2 separate regions of the Anas platyrhynchos genome follow, and region 1 is linked to region 2. The links are chromatin contacts, called in public Hi-C maps. All regions are on one chromosome and are shown on one strand. The core of a region is the stretch at or near the end of the contact, and the rest is flanking DNA. Distances in the headings are between cores, read along the strand shown. Region 1 holds the start of SEMA4G (semaphorin 4G). Region 2 overlaps LOC140002746 (a long non-coding RNA gene).

Region 1 (3,703 bases), core at 1,058-3,557, 77 kb before region 2:
CGTCGCAACTTTCTCAGACAAATCCCTCAGCAATTGTAATTTTCCTCGCTGGCTCCCAGCCCGCAGAAGGAAGAGGGGTTGGGAAAGTTTGCTCAGCGGCTTCAAGGGAAAAGGATCCCCGTGCCCTCTGCCCCCTGGGGCATTTACCCCAGGGCCCATGCGGGGCATTTGGCAGGGATTACCCATGGTTTCCTGTAGAAAAGCCGGGCTGGGAAGTCCCGAATGCTGCTGGAAGGATGGGGGCAAAGAGGGAGAGGAAACCCCAAAATCAAGGGGCCGGGAGGCAGCAGGCACGGGGTGTGCTGGCGTGGTTGGAGCGCGGGGCTTTGCGGGTTTCATAAATCCCCGAGCGAGGAGGTTTTGTAACTCGCGGCGGCAGCCAGCCAAATCCCCAGGCTGGGGGTTGTGTCTTCTGCTCCCGCTCGGGGCGAGGGCGAGGCGGGTTTGGGGCCAAAGGAGGCGAATTTGGGGCTCCGTGCGTGTGATGGGGAGAGCCCAGCTGCAAGGCATCGAGGCGCTGGGGCTGTCTTAGAGGTACCGGTCACCTAGGGGGGGGATGCGTGGGCGGAATTTGGGGTTCACTGCTGCTGGCTGGGCATCAGAGGGGTGAAGCGGGCTGTGGGCAGGCACGGTGGGAACCAGCCCGGTTTTGGGAACGAGAGCAAAGCCCTATTAACGAGCAGCCGGGCTGGGCAGGGCACCACGGCGGCTCCTCTGCTGCCCCACGGGGCCGGGCTGGCTTCGGCTCCCGGCTGCTGGGACCCCGCTGAGGCCCCCGGGAAGCCGTGAGAAGAAGGCAAGGGCGCCAGCGGGGCCCTAAATTCCTTCGGAGGATCTCACGGGGGCAGCAGAGCGAGCGGAGGGCTCTGGAAATAGATCTCCTTCCAGCTGCCGATGAGTCGCGTTAATTAATTAAAGCCTCGCAAGCTCGGGCCTGTAACTACGCAGCGCCGAGCGCGCCGGGCTCAGCTCGCGCCTTGCTCATGCACTAATTACCCCGCTGCGAGGCCGGGAGCTAGCGCAACCCCAATTTGGGCTTGTAGCCACGTGGGTGGGCAAGGAGCCGGGCTGCAGGACGGGATGGGATGGGATGAGATGGGACGGGACGGGCCAGACCTGCCTGCCCTCTCCCAGGACAGCAGGCACGCAGGCAGCGTCCCCTCTGTGCCTTTTTTTGGGGTGCCTTTTTTGGGGGAAAGCCTCCGGTGTGCACCCTGCTGAGAGCCCTAGAAAGCAGGGCCCTGCTCGCTTCCCACGGGAGGTCGGGGAGAGCACAGCCCACGGATTTCTGTGGGGTGGGAGGCGAGGCGTGGAGCCGCTTGGGTTTTGCTCAGGGACAGGAGGAAATGGCAATTAGCTGCTGGAGCGTGCAGGCGTGGCAGGAGGGAGGCCAACAGCACAGGAGGAGGTGATTAGGGTCTCCCCTCTGCTTGTAGGGCCCCAGGAGTGCAGGTTGAGAGTTTGTGATGGGAACAAGAGCCATGGGGGCAGGCATGGTGCCCGCAGGAGCCCCCGGAGGTTTTATTTTGGCTCTGCCCCCCCCAAATTTCCCACATCCAGGTGGTGAGGAGCAGTTTCCATGCGGGCTGACCCTCATCCCGGAGCCATCCTCCAAAAATCGCTCTCCAGCACCTCCCACCTGGCACCCAGCCCGGCTGTGGGGCGCAGGGCTAAGGGGGGGGGGACACACACGGACTCTTTACCCCCTTTCCTATGGGGTTGGCGTGGAGAGGAGGGGCCGAGCGGTGCCCGCTGGCAGCGTGCCGGCACCAGGTGCTGTACGGCTTGGCAAACACGGCACAGCCACGGGAGGAGCTGCAGAAGCCACCCAGGACACCAAGGCTCCGTGTGGGGCCTCCTTGGGGTTACCCAGCCCCAAAAAGAGCTCCTGTTGGGTGAAAACAGGCTGTAGGGGGGGGCACGGTGTGACACGGTGGGGCACGGTGGCACGGCACAAGGTGGCACCGTGCCACGCACCCACAACACCAGGACACCCCAAGGGGCTCAGCACCCCTCCGGCGAACCCCCCAGCCCCCAAAACCCCACCCCAAGCCCACCGGGGGGCCACCCCAATCCCCAAACCCCCCTCTCCGCTGCCCCCAAGGCCACGTCCCCCCCTGGGCGCACGCTTTGGGAGACTTTGCCCCTCTCCGCGCCACGCCGGGCGCGCTGCCCAGACACGGCAACCTCGAGGGGGGGGTGACACGAAGCAGGGACGGTCCTGGGGCCTCTCGTTTAGGGTTTTTGGAGGGGGGCAGAGCCCCCGGTGCCGCTCCCACCCCACACACACCCGGCCCGGTACCGGCGGGGCTGCGCGCAACCGGCAGAGGGCGGCGCGGGGCGGCTCGGCACGGCCCACGGCGGGGCTGCGCGCAGCGACCTGCGCCGGGCGGCTCGCCCCGAGCCGAAAGGAGCCGAGAGGAGCCGTGCCGAGCCGCAGGCGAGTGAAAAGGGGGCAAGGTCGGGTTGGCCCGCATGTGGGGAGTGTGGGGGAAGAAGGATTTTTGGGGGGCTGGGGGCGCGGCCGGCAGCGGGAGGGCTGGGGGTTGCGCCCGTGGGTAGGGTGCTGAGGGAGGAGGAGGGGGCTGGGAGCTGTTTGGGGGAGGGAGGGGAGGGTTTGGGGGGTTGTGGGGCGCCCCACAGAGGGGGTGGGGGTTTGGGGGAGCCGCAGCAGAGCCATGGGGAGAGGGGAGAAAGGGGGGGGGGTTGGTGCAGGTGGGGGTTTGGGGAGACGAGGGCTGAAAGCAGGGAGGGATGCGTGGGGGTGGTGTAGGTGCTGGTGCCCGGTTTTGGGGACAATTTGGGGGACCTGGGTAGGGACAAGAAGGGGTGAGGTGATGCAGGTTGGGGCTGCAGCAGGCAGGGCACAGCTGGGGGGGGTTGGTGCAGCCCCCCACAGCAGCAAGCTTGGGGTCACGGCTGTGCTGGGGGGGCCGGGAGCTATCGGGGGCCCCAGCAGAGCCGTGCAACCCTCCCGTGGGCTGCGGGGGGCTGTGGGGTCGGGGCTGTGCAGACCTGGGGGCAGGAGGGACCCGCCGTGCAGCCGGGATTGGGGTCTGGGCTCTGTCTGGCAGCGCACACATGGCCTTGACATAGTGGGGCTCGATTTGGGAAGGGGGGGGGGACACACCGTGAGAGGGCTCTGGTGGTGCCAAGAAAAATCCTCCGGGAAGACAAAGAGGCTGCCCAAAATGGATGAGGAGCGCAGCTTCCCCCCAGAGGCTGGGAAATTATTAATAATAGCGCTGCCGGGGTTTGTGCTACTTGTGCTGCCGCCGTGGGCTCCTGCTGCTTCTCCCCTCTCCGGCTGGGTAGGGTCTGGCCGTGCTCCCCCTGCTCAGCCCCTACCCGGACCCCGTCCCCCTTTTGGTCCCCCGGGACGTGGCCTTGGCCGGGCCGGAGGTGCCCAGAGGGCTGCGGGGCGGAGAGCTGCCCCCCGCTGCCCTGATCTCTATCTTGGCTTTGGGTTTGTGTTGCAACCCGAGGGGGAAAAAAAAAAAAAGCAACAAGGAAAATGAAACCCGACAAACCCGACGCAACCCTTTCGGTTCCTGCAAGCCAGGGCTTTGTGGCGTCAGGCTTTTTCTTCCCCCCCCCCCCTCCCCTTTTTTTCCCAACCAACATCCACGTGAACCTTTCCCTGCTTTCCCCGCCAGGAATGCCGGAGCCGGGAGGTTTGTTGGGCAAAGCTGGCAGCGAATTC
Region 2 (3,772 bases), core at 1,195-3,694:
ACCTGGGGATGTGAGCCCACCCAGGTGAGGGGGCTCCCCACTGCCTCCCATCCTCCTGGAGCTGCCTGCAGAGCCCCAGTTTGCCTTTCAGAAAGCAAATGTTGAGACCTTATCGGCTGCCTTGGTGGGTCTGAACCAAGCTGTGGCTGAGAACCCCTATCCTGAAACAGGAGGTGATGTGCATCACCTGGGACATGTCTGTGGACCCATGGCTGTCCCCACCCAGCCCAAACCCCTGGACACCACAGGACACACGTCCCCCAGAGCAGAGTTGTGCTGTGCGCCGTGCCAAGCTCCGGTATTTATGCCACGAGCACAGCAGGGGAAAGCCAGAGAGGCAGAGCCACACCTGCAACCTTATCCACAGGAAAGTGAATCCTGAGAGCTCGCATGGCTGCAGACACTGCCAAAAATTAGGGTGCTGAACAGGTAGTCAGCTCCTCTCTCCTCGCCAGCAGCACCACAGGAGGTAGGTCTTGGCTCCAGCCCTCACTCCCCTTCTCAGAAAAATCCCTAAAAGCACCCAACTGGTGGGATGGGGGGAGCAGAGCTCCCCTCCCTACAAGTGGTGGGGTGGCAGGGATGGGGGCTATCACCTGGCGGTGCTGCAGGTGCTGCCTTGCACGGCTCTGAGCCCAGCATCCTTCCTCCCTTGTGCCCCGATATTTAATCCCAGCGAGCCCCCCACCATTCCCCTTTATTTTAAGGACCCCAAACAGGAGCCAAACGCGGGGGCCGGGCTCCCTCTAGGGGCTGCAGGGAGCTCGGCTGCTGCTTGGGGGGGGCACTGCACCCAGCAGCTCCTTCCTTCCATTAGGGAGAAATAGAAACCCGAGAGATAAATAAAAATAATTTAAAAAGGAACTCATCCCTTCCTTGTTTATTTATTTTTTTTATTCTTATTCGCGGCGCAGGAAGTCAATAAGGCTGGAGGAAATCACCTGGGTTTTATTATCACCTATTTATATGTTTAGTGCTGTTAAAATAAGAGCCTGGGCTTTGAGCTGCAGGGAATCAAAGCATTTAATGGTGCAGACGCGAGCCCCCTCTCTCCTCCCTCCCCAAAGGTGATTGGGACCAGTTTAAACAAATGCGCCTTCGTCTCTTAAAATAATTATGTGATTTAGAGGTGGTTTTCCCTGGCTCGTATCAAATGACTTTAATGGGGTCTGCTTGTGTGCGAGTATCTGTTTAACCAGTTATTGCTTTTTAAAGCCGCATTTATTCCCCAGAATTCGCCAGAAAAGTAATTCTCTCTGAGAAGGGATTATTTGTGCTCCGCCATCGCTTGGTATTTATTCCACGGTGCATTTAGTAGTGAAATGGTGCCCAGAGGGCAGAGGCCAAAATGTGAGCTAAAATGATGTGCTGAAATTTGGGAACAACATCCCCTGGATGCTCTACCAGCTGTGAAGTTTCTCTTCTTTGTTTCCTCTTCTCAGCCTGGTTTCCAGAAAAGCAAGGCTTTTGAGGTGAGTCTGTGTATGTGTCTGTCATCCTCACCTAATTTTTTTATTTTATTTTTTTTTTTTGTCTCCTCTGGCCCAGTTTTGACCAAATACAGCTGCCTTGGAGCCAGCAGGTTCCTGTGATTATACGTTGGTAGCTGGGGCTTGCAGCACCTGCTACTGTGTCCCCCACAGGTAGCCCTGCCGGTGTTGCCCCACAAAGCCCCTTCCTCAATTTTGGGGTGAAAAGGGCCATTTTAGGGGCCAGGTGAGCGTGCAGGGGCAGTGGGAGCCAGTTGGGCCAGCTAAGGGGTGGCTTCTACAGACACTCAGGGTAATACTAGCAGTGCAGGCATGGGGAACCTGTTGCTCCATCCCAGCCCTACAAGGCTTCTGCCATGTTAATTACTGCAACTTCAGCCCCAGATTTTGTCTCACTGAACCTTTTGTCTTTTCAAGGTTAAAGAAGCAGTTTCCACTGGAACTATTTTTTTCCCATGTAGCTTAAATCTTTTCTGGAGGAAGGGACTGGATCAATTCGTGCATCCTTTGTGCCTGCAATAGCTGCCGTGGCAAATAGCTGCAGTCCTTGCCCTGACACAGTGCTGCAGAGCTCTTACTCTCCTTTAACCTTCCATTTCTCTGCAGAACCAGAGCAAACCACAACGGATCCTTTTAAGTGCTCTCTCCTGCTTCCTGCACCACTGGGTGCTCCGGTCAGACTCTGTCCTTGCGTGGTGCTGGGTGGGTGCTTGTGTGGGTCCTGTGAATGAGGCACCAGGAAGCGCACTGGTACAGACTGGTGGTTGTTACAGAGCGTGCTGGCCTCAGTCCATCACGTCCTTTTCCTTCTCCTCCTTGTAATCACATTCTTTGGGAGCTTGTTCACTCACCTATTTCACAATTTATGATTAATTACAGGCTCTGCCTTGGACTTCTCTCTAAGGGACAGCAATGATTCACCTGGCCGTGCCCTCAGCACCCACGGACGTAAATGCCCTTTCCGTGAAAGCGCTGAGCTGACGCCAGGATGGAAATGATTCACTTGCCCAGTCTGAGCTGAGGTGGGTGAGCCTGCCAGCCCGGCATGGACACCAGCACCTGCGTACCTCGGAGCATCGCAGGGAGCTGGGCACGGCGTGAATCTGCCCTCCACTTTCCCCTGGAGATGGGCATTTGGCCATTCACGCATCCTGCTCGGGGGATGGCCCCGAGGACCCTCTGAAATCTCTGGTGCCCCTTTGCTCATCTCCTGGCTGGAGGGAGAAATGGGACTGGGGGAGAAGAGGCACCTGCTCCTCCCCATCCTCATACTGTGCCTCCCCTCTTCTGCCTCAAAAGCCCAGGGCGGGGGGGCTCGATGCCATCTCTTTGTTTTGCAGACAGCAGCACACATGGATAAGGTAACTAATTTGGGAAATGACTCCGGCCATCAATTTCCTGAATGATTTGGTGGGAAAGGCTTGGCTTTGAATGATAAGCTGAATCTCACGCACGCTCCCTGCTGTCCGCTTGGTCTTGAATTACCCTTTTATTTTACTTCCTCCTTGTTCTCATTGCCACACCACTCAAACTAAAATTATTCGCCTACAACTGCAAACGCGGGGATATATCACCCGGAGTGCTGTAGGGCTGTCGCCATATATAATGCTCTGAGCTCAATATTTATAGAGCTACATACAGCACAAATCATATCCAGAGAGCCCGTCGAGCTGGAGAGCTAGGTATAAACTCCAGAAATATCGCAAGCCATCGCTCACAAGAGACTGCCCGGCAGAGCCGCTGGCCGTACATCACGCTGTAATGCCATCCGAGTCCACGCTCAGAGCTGGAGCGGAGCAGAGGTCACTGCCAAGCTTTCCTTCCATAAATCCTAGGCGCTGGCTCTGAGCAAGGTTAGGGGCTGAGAGAGCCCTGCTCCCCGTGCTGCTTCCTCCTGGCCCCGAACTGTCCCAGCACCGAGGGTGGGTGTTTATCTTTGAGGTCTTGTCCTTCCTTCTCCCTCTGCCGTAGGAACTGGTGAGGGAATGCTGGATGGACATTATGGCTGTCGTGGCTCAAATCTGCAAGTTATGGGGAGCCAATGGCTTGTCTGAAATGGGCTTTTGATGGCTTTGGGGGGGATGTGAGCCCCTCACCCTGCTGGGTCACATTCTCCCTTATCTCCCTGCTCTGTGCAGCAATGTGAATTTTCTTCAAATGCCCTAGCCAAGCCCGTAGGTTTATGGGCATCCAGTAGCCTGCAAAGGCATGGACATGCATCCCAAGGAAGGCCGTGTCCCTCTGCCCCTACTTTTTCTCTTCCTTCCTCTCTCAAATTTTCT

The links. A called contact is a pair of places that touch in the nucleus more often than the background predicts.
Region 1: a contact with region 2 is called in a Hi-C map of liver, with 2.5 times the contacts expected there. The contact joins the promoter of SEMA4G here to the enhancer-like site in region 2. A contact is called at or near these places in 3 of 8 Hi-C or Micro-C datasets (liver, skeletal muscle and subcutaneous adipose tissue).

Annotation. Positions count from the first base shown.
Region 1 is chr6:27,718,250-27,721,952 of IASCAAS_PekinDuck_T2T, reverse strand. SEMA4G (semaphorin 4G) reads left to right here and starts at 2,307. Exons shown (of 15, transcript XM_072039731.1): 1 at 2,307-2,440. It overlaps LOC140002833, which reads left to right and starts at 3,659. Exons shown (of 3, transcript XM_072040225.1): 1 at 3,659-3,674. The coding sequence starts at 3,659.
Region 2 is chr6:27,641,488-27,645,259 of IASCAAS_PekinDuck_T2T, reverse strand. LOC140002746 (a long non-coding RNA gene) reads left to right here. Exons shown (of 4, transcript XR_011810092.1): 3 at 1,443-1,472; 4 at 2,370-3,772. Among named protein-coding and RNA genes, the nearest start is that of TLX1, 14 kb to the left of the region's middle. Within about 2 kb of position 2,444, at least 2 of the 8 cell types and tissues checked have an H3K27ac peak or open chromatin away from gene starts, as enhancers often do.